Linked DNA regions of Mus musculus: region 2 is linked to region 1. A link is a contact called in public Hi-C data. All regions are on one chromosome and are shown on one strand. The core of a region is the stretch at or near the end of the contact, and the rest is flanking DNA. Distances in the headings are between cores, read along the strand shown.

What was found. A called contact is a pair of places that touch in the nucleus more often than the background predicts.
Region 2: a Hi-C map of forebrain shows a contact between it and region 1, with 2.3 times the contacts expected there. The contact joins the promoter of Grin2b here to the enhancer-like site in region 1. A contact is called at or near these places in 5 of 484 Hi-C or Micro-C datasets (the HPC-7 cell line, cerebral cortex, forebrain and 2 more), 1 of 115 datasets of contacts at active chromatin or transcription factors (embryonic forebrain) and 2 of 9 other capture datasets (adipose tissue and liver).

Annotation. Positions count from the first base shown.
Region 1 is chr6:136,077,090-136,084,246 of GRCm38.p6, reverse strand. The region is part of intron 3 of Grin2b (glutamate receptor, ionotropic, NMDA2B (epsilon 2)); the gene reads left to right. Among named protein-coding and RNA genes, the nearest start is that of Gm26653, 92 kb to the left of the region's middle. Within about 2 kb of position 3,721, at least 10 of the 459 cell types and tissues checked have an H3K27ac peak or open chromatin away from gene starts, as enhancers often do. A contact at or near this core is called in forebrain, where this site is marked.
Region 2 is chr6:136,170,866-136,178,022 of GRCm38.p6, reverse strand. Grin2b (glutamate receptor, ionotropic, NMDA2B (epsilon 2)) reads left to right here and starts at 4,478. Exons shown (of 15, transcript NM_001363750.1): 1 at 4,478-4,550; 2 at 5,086-5,158; 3 at 6,141-6,607. It overlaps Gm26653 (a long non-coding RNA gene), which reads right to left and starts at 4,995. Exons shown (of 3, transcript XR_378074.4): 1 at 4,914-4,995; 2 at 4,049-4,169; 3 at 2,313-3,523.

The DNA.
Region 1 (7,157 bases), core at 2,472-4,971:
GGTTTAAGTGCCAGGAGATACTCTTTTGGGTCCTGGAGTAGTATGAAGGTATTCTTTGGAGGAATTGGTAGGAAATTTGGTTTGTTACCTGACAAGTTAGTGGTATGTCATGTGTGGTCTTGGAGAAAGGCTTGAAGACTGCTGTAAATTATCCCTCAATTAAGAAAAAAAATCAAAGGACCTCTCGTTCAGGAGAGATGGCCACTAGTTAAGAGCATGTGCTGCTGTTGCAGAGGGCCCAAGTTCAGTTCCCATCAGCCACTTCAGGCTCACAACCTATAACTGCAGCGCTAAGGGGTTTCATACCCTTTCATGGACCCCATTAGCCCTGTACTTGCATGTGAACCTTCGCACATACATAAACAATGAAAAATGGAATAAATCCTTGAACTATAACTCTGTGGGTGTCGTCATCTTCCAAGCATACCTGTGGATTTCTTGAAAGAGAACACAGCCATGGCTACATATCCCGAGGGGTTTAGATCAGACAAAATAAGAAAAAGTTCTCAACTTCAGACCCAACGCACTTGTCTTTGTTTATATGATCTAACAGGAAGCAGACAGTTGGATATTTCCCCCTTTTGACTTATTTAATTCCAGATGAATCATTTGGTTTAACTTATCATTTTGACATATAAAATAATTAAATCTAATATTTATAGATTCCTTAATGTGTGTCTGGCACTTGTTACCACTACACTGTCTGCCTTCAAAGTGCTCAGGGCAGAAAAGAGACACTCCTTAGGACATTCCTGCCCATTTTCGTTGTCATTTGGATTGAACGTGGCTTATGTAAAGCACCCGATCGGCATGTGATGAAAGTCTTCAGCTTGGCACTGACCCACTTATTTTTGCCAGATCCTCTTGTCTTGTCTTATTTCTGTTGAACAGTGCACCATCCTTTTCCGTGAGGGCCTTTCCACCCCCAACCCCCACCCCCCAGTTTAAGAAAGTGACTTTTCTTTTTGGCTTTGAACAAGTAGGTGTTAGGCTTACGTCAGCCTCCTATGTCAGTTTCATTAATGTGGTCTTGATTCTAGCATCCAGGTCTTTTCTAGTGTATTTTGAATTTATAATGCATTTTGACTCTATTGGCTTCTAGACTTGTCTCCACCTTATAAACTAGAATGTCTTGAGGCAAGCCACTGTGCTTTCTGAATTTTAAGTTTTCTCTTAAATGGGAAACATGATCCTTATATAAATTCAATACAGAGTTTGACAAAACTCAGTTCTCAGTCAGTGGTTGTGGAGGCAGCAGCAGTAGAAATATTCATATTAGGTAGCTATTGTCATTATTTTTATTTGGGTTAAGGAATGCACCAGGAAGTGTGAAAGGCAGCCAAGGAAGGGATATCTTGGTTGTATTTATTTAGTCAGGTGTATGTGTGCATCTATGTGAGTGCATGTGTGCATCTATGTGAGTGTATGTGTGCATCTATGTGAGTGCATGTGTGCATCTATGTGAGTGCATGTGTGCATCTATGTGAGTGCATGTGTGCATGTGTAGGTGAATGAGTTTATGTGCCCGTGCACATGTACAGAAGCCCAAGAAGGCTGGGTATCTTTTTTCACTCTCTTGTCTATTCTCTGAGGCAAACTCTCTTCTTTGATATGAGGCTCAACTTTTCTTGGCTAGGCTGAAGAGCTAGTGAGTCCCAGCAGTCTTTCCACAGGGCTGGGTTACAAGTATCTGCAGAATGTCCAGCTTGCAACATGGGTGATGAAATCTGAGCTGCTCTTAACCACCGAGCCATCTCTCCAGTTCCTATGATTTGCTTCTTGTGTTCTCCTTATGGCTATAAGCGGAGGTCTCTGGCTGCCATGCAAACCAAGAGACTAGTTACATATTTGTAGTTAAAAATCCCATGCCCAGAAACAGGTACCCCGGGGTTCAAATCCCTACTTTGCTCTGAATAAGTGATATGGTATTTGACCGGAAGCTTGATTTATCTCTAATAAGTTTTGATTAGCAAATGCAAATATATGTATAAGTGACATGCCATGGTGGCTGGGTATATTATTTTTCAGAAGCTTACATTATCTCCTCTAGTTCTATTTCAAATAATATTAGGCGTTAGCTAAGAAGAATGAAGTAGAAAATGATACATTCTAATATTAGATACTCATGGGTCCTATTTGTTGATTGAAGTTTGATTAGCTCAAAAGGAATGGAGAAAAAAAATTAACCCATGGGTATTTGTTGTCAGTGCTCTTTCTCTTCTCTCCTGTCTTCTCTCTTTTCCTCATTTCTTTCCTCCTCCCTCCCTCCTTCTCTCCCTCTCTCTCTCCCTTCTCCTTCCATCCTTCCCTTCTTCTCCCCCCTCTCATTCCCTCTATCTTCCTCATCAATAAAATCAACCCTTGTGGTAAATCCCATCTAGATTTAGGTAGCCTTTTACTACCAATATGACGGTGGGAGAATTTAAGCAGAATAAGATGATAAGGATCAAGTTGCTAAGATAATGAAGCTCTGGAGCCCATCATCCCCCAGCTGAACTAGTGAACTGAGTAATAGTCCTTCACTGTGCCCCCTTCAATAAAACCATGCTCTCATTACATGGCTGTAACACAGCCTCATTTAAATATTTTATCCACCAACAATGTCTTTGTGCTTTCTTAACATATATGTGTATATATTAAATGCTCTTTAAAGATCTGTAGACTATTATTTCTAGCTTGAACTTTTGAGATTCTCTTATAGGACATCTTGTGAGAAAGGCATCTTGCTCACGATCCCAGAGTTAATGATTTCCATAGGTCCCTGGGCTCTGTTGGAGAGCCTGTTTTTTCTATATATTTAAACAGTTAGGATGCTTAAGGGCTACGGAGATCTTTCTTGGGAAATGACAGGAACAGATGGCAATATTTTTGTTCACACTACTTTCAAATGTTAAAGATTTGGGAGTCTCCTAGCCAGTCAACTTGAGCTCCCTTTATTCAGGTGTTGCTGTTTTGCGTGTGTTCCTTGGTAATGTTTAGCTTTGCAGCTCAATGGGAGTAAGACTGGGGGCTCTTTATTTGGGGATGCTCTCCTGGCAGGCAATGTGTTTGGACAGATTCTTCAAGGAGCTCCAGGTGTACTTATTCCCTAGTGACCCTGCTGTGAAGGTCTGCCTGGGACTTGCTGCAGTAAGGTGACTGACAAGGCTACTGAGAGTTTTTTTTTTTTTTAACCTGCCAGGATTTTCTCCAGTTATTGTCTATTTCTTGGAATTGAAGGAAGGAAGACAGGAGGGCAGAATGGCTGCCTTTTTTAGAATAATGGAAAAGCATGTGGGAAAAAGCAGTCTATCTTCTGCAGTTAAGCATCTTCATCGTAACTGTGGTCATAACTAGTATTTGTCGGGAGCCAGATGCTCTGGCCATATTTACATCCACCATCATTCAATTTTCACAAGGATACTGCAAGGGTAGACAATTTACGGAAGACAAAACTGTGGTGCAAGACATTTAACAGCTTCTCAAGGCTACACTGATACTCTATGTTAAAGCCTCGGTAGATGGAGAGAGAGGGGGGGGGGGAGAGAGAGAGAGAGAGAGAGAGAGAGAGAGAGAGAGAGAGAGAGAGAGAGAGAGAGAGAGAGAGAGAGAGAGAGAGAGAGATTAAGTTGCTTGAGACGTGTGAATCATCTTTATGTTTAAAGATCAAAGGCCCAGCCTCTCTGGTGCGTTTCATATTCTGAACTTTGCTGAGGACGCCATCTGTCTACAGAACCATGAGATCACCATACGATGGGAATAAAGAAGCAGCAATTATTTTTTAGCATGACGTACAGAAGCTATTACCATGTAGCACACATTATATTCATTCTGGAGATATATCTCAGAAGTTCTAAATGCTGCTGTGCCTTTAATAATCACATCCTTAGATTGCCCATTTGTCCGTAACTGTGTCTGGGTGGACGGTCTCTACGGCCTCACGCTCCGTGGAGATGCTGCAGATGTTTGTTCTTTTTGCTGGGCACTCTATCCTCACCTTGATGCTGTTCCAAATATCTGCCTTGATCTTTAATTACCGTCCCCGTGGGCCTGTCATAGCCAAGCTCATCCTGCCCCTTAGCTTCCTCAGCTCTGCAGCCGACTCCCCGTCCACTATTACTCTGTCCTGGCAATGCCTTTGCTGTTCTCAGCTTTGAGCTGATTGCCAAATAAAGGGAGCTGGCTCATTTCTGGCGGCTTCTATTATCCTGCCCCCCTCCCAATATCGCAATGTCAGCCTTCATTCACATACTTCGTTTTTAAAAAGTGTGTAACCTATTAGTGTAAATATTTAGCAGAGAAAGTGGTAGGCTTTGTTACTGCATTTTCCTACACCCGTGACTGCTCTTTGTTCTAGCCTGGGCCCCTCATCCATTGTCTTTCTCACTTTTCTGTCCAATTCTTGTTGCTGTCTTTCCTTCACTAAATTAGTTCTCCAGTCTGCTTTTATGACACGTATTATGATGTTACACTCCCTTCTGCTCTTTTCCTCCTGCCCCTTAGATCTCCTTAGATCACACACACACACACACACACACACACACACACACACACACACACACACAGGTGTACACACATATACACATACACACATACATATATACACACATGTGCACACACACACACACACACATGCACACAAACACAAGACGATTCTACATGTGAGAGAATACATGTAGTATTTTCCCTGGTTCATTGCATTTCACACAATAATCTCCAGTTCCATCCATTTTCCTGTAAATGCCACGATTTCACTTTATTTATGGCTGAAGAATTCCACTGTATAAATGAATCATAGTTTCTTCATCCAGTCGTCTGTTGATGCATACGTGGGCTAGTTACATTTCTTAGTTATTGTGCATCTGCTTGAACTTCTGTATGTAGGAATAATTGTATATTAAAATTTCTTGTTAAGTAGTATAGACATACTATGTAATATACTTAATAATGATCTACACGTCTATGTTAGTGTCCATTAGATATAAAGGGAGTTTAGGTATTGTGCTTCAAGTCATAATTTAATCAACTTCTACTATAGGCAATATAGCCACAGACTCTTAAGTCAGCAAATGCCTCCTAGGCTTCAAAGTTAGGAAAGAGACCTAAAGTTCTATATTCAAAACTTCTTTACTGCCTCCCCCTCCCTCCCTCCCTTCCCTCCCTCCCTCCCTTCCCTCCCTCCTTCCCTCCCTTCCCCTCCCTCCCTCCCTTCCCCTCCCTCCCTCCCTCCTTCCTTCTTTTCTCCATCCCTCCTTTCCTTCCTTCTCTTCTTCCTTTCCTTTTTTCTCTTTTTCTTTCTCTGTTCCTTTTTTGGGAGGCAGGTTTTCCATATTCCAAATGAGCCCTCAAACTCACTATATAATAAAGGATGACCTCAAACTTCTGACCTTTCTGCCCCCACCTCTGAGCACTGTCTCAGTTATGGACCACAATACCTTGTTTATGTAGTGCTGGGATCAAACCCATGCTTATTAAGCAAGACTTCGCTCAACTGAACTGTATCCCCAGCCTTCAAAACCTCTTTCCGAAAACCTCAGCCTAAAACCTTATCCAGTCATCCTGTTCACTACAACAAGCTTTACTTAGAAAGCAGGTAGACACTTGGCTAGAGTTGGGTTTATGGAACCTGTTTTTCTGTTATTTCTTAAGCTTTTCTGGAGTTCTGGCCTTGCAAATTCTCAGAATTGCTGCTCTGCTCAGGGAGCACCTGGGAAGGAGGCATCGCTTCAGACTCTGCCTTTGCTGCTGGTTGACATCACTGATGACAGTTCCAAGCACCGAGGACAGCTCTGCCACATAGCAGCTGGTCAAGTTCCTTTAGTCTGTGAATGAATAGCTGAGCATCCTGGTGACGATACTTCAGCTTCCCAGCTTCTCCCATATGCAGAAGTCAGGTGTAAATGCAGTGGTCTCAACCAGTGGAAAACCTACAAACTGTCCCTGTCCCAAGATGGGTGAGGGAGCTTGAGAAAAGTGACTAAGTGACTTCTCTGGGCCTCAGTTTCTTCATAGGATAAAGGAGGGGTGAAGTCTTAGTCAATGTTAGAATACAGCAGTAGATTGCTGTGGAGAGAAACCATGACCATAACAAGAAAGCATTTAATTGGGGGTGACCTACAGTTTCAGAGGTTCAGTCCATTATCCTCATGGTGGGGAGCATGGAAGAATGCAGGCAGACATGGTGCTGGAAAGTTCTACATCTGCCCAACAGGCTGCAGGAAGAGAGAGATATTGGGCCTGGCATGAGCATTTGAAACCCCAAAGAACACACCCAATGACACACTTCCTCTAGCAAGGCCACACTTCCTAATCCCTGACTAGTACTGCAGACTCCCTAATGACCAAACACTAAAATATATGAGCCCATGGGGCCCGTCCATATTCCAGTCACCACAGAGTGGGGTGGGGGTGTTCTGTTAAATCAACCAATGCTTCTCCATTCTAATACTCTTGACCATATGTCTGCTTTACATGCACGTCGCATTGACACACAGAGTAATCCTTATATTCACATGCAAGAGGCTGAAGCACTTTAGATAAACCAGATAACCCAAAATTGGATCATGACTCTCACTCTACAGAGATGCTTCCTGCCCACACGATCCATCACAAGACTCCTTTAAGTCACGAGTAGGAAATAGAAGACGCAAGACAGATTGATGGACTTAACTTAATTTTGCCCAGATAATGAGGTAAATATTTCACAGGCTTGTAATTGCTAATCACAACATAGTCTTAAAAATTTAGTAGCATTGTGGAAAGGGGACAGGAGTCTTCATTCATCTGGTTATTTGCTTCATTTCAGCTCATCCTTTCTTTTTCCTCTATCTCTTCCTATTAAATGTCTGCTACACATCCTTGAAATATGGATAACATATAACCAGCATTTTTTTTTCTGATTATGAAGGTAGCATATGCTCATTGTGGGATATTTTAGGGAGAAAAACAGAGAAGTTGGCAGAATGGAAACAAATCACTCACATTCTGACAAAGACGATGGATATTGTCTTCTAGCATCCTTTGTATGCAATTTTAAAGAGATGAAACCACGATGTTTCCTCTGCTTCTGTTTTTGATTTAACTTCACAGCACAAGCAAAAGGATTATTCTACGTTATTAAAAACTCTTGGTAAACATAATTTTTTAGGCTATTTAGCATTCTGTCATAGTGCTATAGT
Region 2 (7,157 bases), core at 3,229-5,728, 93 kb before region 1:
GCACCTAACGTTAACCACTGAACCATCTCGTCCCCGCCAAAGTATCTATTTTAAACATGCTCGACAAATTCGAATTTTGTTTAAAGAATCTGTGTGCACCGTTTCCCCACTTGAAAGGGGCTCGGGAGTTTGGAAATGAGCCCATCGACACCAAGTGTCTCAAAATTTCACTAGGCTTGGGAGAGAAATCCAAGGCGAGTGCCGCACAAGGTTCAGGGGACGAATGCAAAGCTTGGTGCAGTTTGGAGGGACACTTTGGGACCTTTTGATGAAGGAGGGCCCAAAGATGGCAGTCTCTTAGGGTGTGCTGAAAGAGCCCCTCCTTTCTTTCTTTTTTCCTTTTTTTTTTTGTTTTTGGCTTTTTGAGACAGGGTTTCTCTGTGTAGCCCTGGCTGTCCTGGAACTCACTTTGTAGACCAGGCTGGCCTTGAACTCAGAAATCCACCTGCCTCTGCCTCCAGAGTGCTGGGACTAAAGGCATGCACCACCTCCTTCCAATAGCTATATATTCACTTATCAAAGAACCAAGAGAAGACGCGTGGAAATTAGTGAAATCGAAAACAAAAAGAGTTCAGCCAAAGCCGAACACCGACATCAGCAGAAATTAGTCTGAGAGAGGGAGCCAGTGCAGCCCTCCTCCAGCTCCCCCCAGCACAGATCATATAAACCTGGAGTTCTCTTAGAAGAGAGAGAACTTTGAATAGAAATAATGAGCAGACTGCAGCATTATTGGATAATCTAATTAATGAAGGGGAGTGACTCATACGGACACCTAGGAAGAAAGATTGCAATTCTTCTGTCTGATGCTGCCGCTGATAATGTCAAACCGAAAACTCATCGGAAACTAGTCAGTTTCATCGTTTCTAGGACAATTCAAGGTTAGTTCAGGAAAGTTGAAACTCTTAAAACATTGCAGCTACAGGAAAGTGAAATTTGATGATCCTTTTTCTCCCCCAACCTTGGCAAGTCCCAAAACTGTATATTCCATGTCTAGCAATAAGAAAGCCATTATTCTAAATTATCTCAAAAGTGAAAAACAGCACCAACTTTCTGTTATTTTGATTACTTTCATGGGCATGTCACTTTAAATCATTATGTAAAGAGATGCTCCAAGATATGTATTTTAAACACGGAAGCAAGTATTACAGAGGTGTCAGGCACTTTCCTCACAAGCATTGTTATTTAAATTTTTTGTTTCATAACATTTATGAATATTAAAGAGTTTTAAATTGTGATTTATTTCTACATTTTAAGTATTTACATTCATACCATAAAAAAAACAAAAACAAAAACAAAAAAACCAAAAACCTTTCTCTTAAACAGGCAATCTAAACTGTATACACTCCAGGCCTATCTTTTGTTACAACTGTCTGATATGAAAGGCATTGCCATATCTGTATGGTCTGTATATATCTATAGTCCTGTAAGGTGTGTAATGGTATGCACGTATCTATAGTTCTGTAATGTGCTTTATGTCTGCCTATTGGGTTAAGAACAAATGTTTGCAGCCTCTCTCATATCTTCTTTTTAGGTCCAGCCAGCTGGCAGAATACTTTCAGCTATGTCCTTAGCAGCCTGAGGCAAGAGCTTTTCCTCAATAAAGAAGGCTTCAAAGTACAGGCCGCCATCTTCTCTTGTTAGAATACCACCTTCTGTGCCTGGCTGGGGATAAGCAAATATATTCTCTGCAAAACAGAGAAATAACATTACAAATTCATGAGTCCTGGGGGGTCCCTGAGGTCGTTCTTTGGAAAGTTTGTGGATTTTTGTGAGAAGCCCAAATGTGGGTGGGTGGAGCCTGGCTGGGTGGAGATTCCAGTTAGTCAGGACACCAAGCTCAGAGAAGGTTTTCCTGAGCTACGTGAGTGTATGTGGGTTCAAGTGCAGCCTGGGTGACATAGTGAGACTGTTTCAAAATAAAAAGTAGGAATGGGGCTTGGGATATAGCCTAGTGCTGGGGCACTTGCCCAGCATGTGAAGAGCCCTGGGCTCAACTCAGTCCCAAAAGAAAAGGGAAGAAATAAGAGGTGGGTGTCACAAGTCTGAGAATCAGGGAGAGAAGCCCTCGGGTCCAGGGAATGTATGCCGTGGAGGAAGGATAGCACTTCTCATTTAGCTCTGTGCTTCCTAAGATGTCTTAGTCCTGTCATCAGAACAACTAAGCAGGTCAGAAGCCTCAGAAAAACCCAAGAATCACTGAGTCCATGAAAGAGTGGGCAGGGAGGCCTGGGGATGTTACCAAGTACTGTATACTCATGTAAGAAATTCTCAGAAAAAATAATTTCATACAAGGAACTAAGCAGCTGGTTGGGAAGACAGGAAAGACACTGAAGGATACAATTCTCCATTGAGTTTCATGAAATTGCCTTTTTATTATAGGTCAATAATGGTTCCTTTGTGTGATTGAGACTATCATGATTGAATTGCCAATAGTACTGTATGGCATAACGCAGATGGCTCAGGGATGTTTTTTTTTTTTTCTTCTGACTGGTCAGCTCTTTCTCCACCGTGCTGATGTTAATATGTTACATACCGGGATGATCTACGCACGAGATATCTTTCAGTCACTGTGAAAGTCAGCGGAGTGAACCATGCTCTGCATCTCTACACAGAACAGGTAGACTCGGAGAGTGAGATGGCCAGATGCCACCTCTCACTATCAAATCCTTGAAATGCTTACAGAAATCAATTCAGGCTTGGATGATGAAAACGACCTGGAATTAGACTCCCAAAGGAGAGCACCGTGGACTGCGCCACGGGCAGAGGAGATGTGTGTTCCTTCTTTGCTCTCTGCTAGGGAAAGTGGATAGACTGAAATGGAAATGTTAGGTTTGGGCAACAGGAGAAATGAAAACAAATAAGAGTAGTATGCAAGTTTTGGAAAAGGGCATCGGGAGGGAAGGGTGGCCCACGAGGTGAAACGTAAAAGATAGCCATATTTAGAATAGTAGGTTACCAGTCAACCCACAAGGGTGCCTAAGTGGGTGTAGATCTCATTTCAAAAGAAAAAAAGAAAACATTACTGTAAGAGCAAGGGCAGCGTGCTTCACTGTGTCCTGGCTTAGGGCATCTGCCTTTGTTCCAGTCACTAGAACATGCACATGATTGGGTCCAGTCGGCCATTGTGTGCATCCAGCAGAGAGCAGTGACCACATTCCACACTTTCCCAAAGGAGTAGATGCGCAACCTCACTTTGTCTCGGGAAAGAATGGGAATGGTCACAGAGAGGCACACGGTATTGCTTTTGAATACGCGATATTTGTGTTCTCCTCTGTGTGTCGTGAAAACATTAGATGCCAAGAATTAGCCTGACAAAGTTCAGGGAACGGGAAAAAACACTGCTGTGGAGAACCCGCCTGAGGTGTTCCTGGTGCTGACTGGACTAGAGGCCAGTGCGCATTGGCCCGTAGACCGGAGTTCCAGGCTGCTTGGAATGGGACCGATCCCTGTGTGTTCCGGTCACATTCTCCCAGGTTGGTGAGTGAGAAGCCCGTTGTTTTACTGCCATAAAAGTTCACCTCCACTGTAACAGAGACAATGGGTGAGAATAACAAGGATGTATCTACAAGGATATTAATATTGAAGAATAGATAATACTACAAGTGATCACAAGGACTCCCAAAACATAAAACAGCTCAAGAGGGAGAGAAATGGCTGCTATTTTCCGTTTTAGAGAAGCTGGGTTAGTCAGTGCTGTAAAATCATTTCATATGGGAAACATTCGTTTGTCTATCATTTTTGCTTGAGATCTTTAAATAACGCAATCCACTTAAAAAAGAACCCCAAAGTCCTCAAATCTTTCCCAGCAGCCGGAAAATATCACACACACTCACACACACACACATATACACACATACACACATATACACACACACATACACACACATACACACATATACACACACATACACACACACATACACACACACATACACACACACATATACACACATACACACACATACACACATACACACACACACACACACACACACACACACACACACACACACACTGCTGTACAATTCAGCCTTTTAATTACATTTACCTGCTTCCCTATTGTTTAACTGTCAATTTCCTGCACTGAAGACAGATCTCAAGCTCCCTGAAGACAAGAATCCTGTCATCAAGTTGCACTCTGCACCCGGAAAGCAGGTACTAAGCAGAGACTGCTGAATGGAACCAGGGGAGTGGTTTCAGTGTCAGTCTGCAGCATGGCCTTCGGGTTGAGGTGCACAGCCCTGCGCGGTGGTCCAAGGTGGCCACTGTTTCCCCTCTCCCTTAAGCCGCCCCATCTCGCTGCTATTCCTTCTTGCTGCCAGGAGGAGGCACCACGGCCTCGGGTTAAGCTTTTCCCACCCCCTGGCTACCCCACTTCCCCCAGCTCATGACGTGAGAAGCAGCCTCAGCCAAGAGTCTTAGCAGTGGGAGTGAGGGGGTGATGGAGGGGGTTTGGGAGTGGGGAGGGGTGGGGGGTGGAGAGCAAGAGGACGCGCGTGCACACACACCCTGCCTCTTGGGTTTCTCCTCCTGAACCTCCTGTGTGAGAGGTAGGGTGTGTGTGTGTGTGTGTGTGTGTGTGTGTGTGTGTGTGGTGTGCGCGCGCGAGCGCGCGCTTGAGTGGCACGTTCCTGGGTGTGAGACCCAAATCAAGACCAGGACCTTTGATGTCCCCGCCCTCCCCGCGTCGCCGGTGATTAATACCCATTTTTCTTACTCTCCCCCTCCTCCCCTGCTCTTCCTCTCCTGCTGCCGAACGCTTGACTTGCCCCCGCCCGCTTCCCCTCCCCCGGCTCCCATCACCACCAACTGGAATCTGGGCTCTCTTGCCTCTCCACTCCCCCCCCCCCTTTTTGAGAAAGGAAGGTCCTCCCCCACCCCCTTTCCAGCACCACTTCCTTGGGTTCCTTCACCTCTAGGAAATCTCGGGGCTTGGCTCTATGGAGAAGCGCTTCTCGGGTCAAGCTGCCTTTCTATCCCCGGCATCCAGCGGAGCTGGCATCCGAATACATTTCCTTCTGCTCTGCAAAGAGTCGTAGTGAACTTCCCAACCCAGGAGACTGATCCATTTATCCTGCTTTGCAGGAAAGAAAACGTCTCAAACCCTCGACACCCGCCACCCCTCTCCGGAGACTGCCACCTCGGAGGTGCAGAACCGGTACGTAAATGCCCGCTTTGGAGTCTCAATTTTGAGGGTTTGGAGAAATCAGGCAGATAAAGGCTCGAAGCCTTGGCACTGCTAACCAACCTGGTATTGGGTACAGCTTTCCAATCCAGCAGCACCGGGCACTTGCTATTTTGGATGGTTTTTTATTTTTCCTTTTAAACAAAAGGATATTTTTGGGGAGGGGGAAGGGGACAGGACTGCCTTTGGTCTTTCTGAGGTGGTTAATCCCTTCTAGGGGAGAGGCTGGGCAGCGGTGCCAGAGGCGGGAGCCACGCGCTGCGACCCTCCAGTCCAATCCTCTGGCTGCAGGTGCAGCCCGGTGCGCTGCACATCAGCGCGCCGGCGGCGTGAGTGTGCGCGGGGGTGAGTGTGAGTGCGCGCGGGGGCGCGTGCGCGTCGGGGGCGTGTGTACGCGCGTGTCAGTGTGCCCCATCCAAGAAATGCCCAGTGTGCGGCCGGTGCACAATCAGAACCCATTGAGCACGAGCCCGGGGTGGGAGGAGGCTCCGCTGCTGGAGGAGATGAGGAGAGCGAGCCAGACGTGTCAGCAGCATTGCAGATGGGGCTGGGGGCCGCACTCACTGGCGAGTTAAGTGGGGATGGTGTGCGTGCATGCGCGCGCGCGCGCGTGTGTGTGAGTGTGAACTGCTGTGTGGAGCCTCCTCTCCCTGCCTTCCTCCTTGCTTTCCACTTCCCTCTTCCCTCTCTTCCATTCAGGTTGGCTTTTCTCACCTTTCATCCATGCCTGTCCCAGGAACGGCATAGGCAGACCTTTTCGGAATTATTTATAGATTGGTGCCAGCTGTTTTCAATTCCTCTGGTGTGTACTCTGTGGGAAATGCAGGGTTTCCTCCCCCTTTCCTTATAACGACTTGGTATAGAGATATCTATATTTTTTTTTCCGGCATGCATTTTGCTAACCCTCCGGGAGACACTCGAATCAAACCCTGACCTCCTCGTTTTTTCCCCTTAGGAAGGGGACGCTTTGGGAATGACCACGCTCCACGGAGGGACAGAGCCTGCCCCCAGCTTCTCCACACAGAGACTCCTCTACTAAAGCTCCAAAAAATTAAAAAGAAAAAGAGAAAAGAAAAAAGAAAAGAGAACCCAACCCTTAATTGCCGGAGACTCCTTAAATCTATATATTCGGGCTACTAACCTCACATGCACATGGAATAATGGCTCTGGATTCTGCATTGTGAGCCGCTCTCCACACCCTGAGATTCCCTTTCACATTACATTTTTTCCTTTGAATTTACATCTCTTCAAGACACAAGATTAAAACCAAATTCACACTCCACTGGATTTTAAATGTTCTTCTGTCCCTTTATCCTCCGTCTTTCTTATGTGGATATGCAAGCGAGAAGAGGACTCTGGATATTCCCAACATGCGCTCTCCCTTAATCTGTCCGCCTAGAGCTTTGGCTTCTACAAACCAAGGTAGGGCACATTCTATTTTATTCTTTTTCCTCACCTGGGGTGGGGATTTCTTGTTTTAAATCTGTTTTTTTCCCCCAGTGTCTCAGATGATATTTCTTTTTTTCTGGGAGAGAAAAAAAATAACATGATCTCAAAATAATGCTGTTTTGTGGGAAAGGCTTCTGTGACAAAGAAGGGGACCTCCAGGTCATTTCTCATGCTTCTGCTATCTAACAGGTTTTGTTTTTCCGGGAAGGTGGTGGGGGTGGTTGGATGCAGGCACAGAAGAGGTTGCAGGCTGGGAGGGGGTATGTCTATATGCAGACACAGGCAGCCAGGGGACCTGTATGCTTCTCCGACTTAAGGAGCATTTGATTTACACAGAGCTAATGTTAGATTTTGATGGGCATCTAGATAAATATGTTTTTTCTCCAAGCTGAGACTTGTTTCTTGCCATCTTCCTTTCTGTTTCCCTATCTCCTCTTTCCTTTTAGGCATCCTTTCTATGCTCTGTAAAAATATATATGTATATATGCAGAAACAGAAAAATACTGATCGAGATTATCATGGC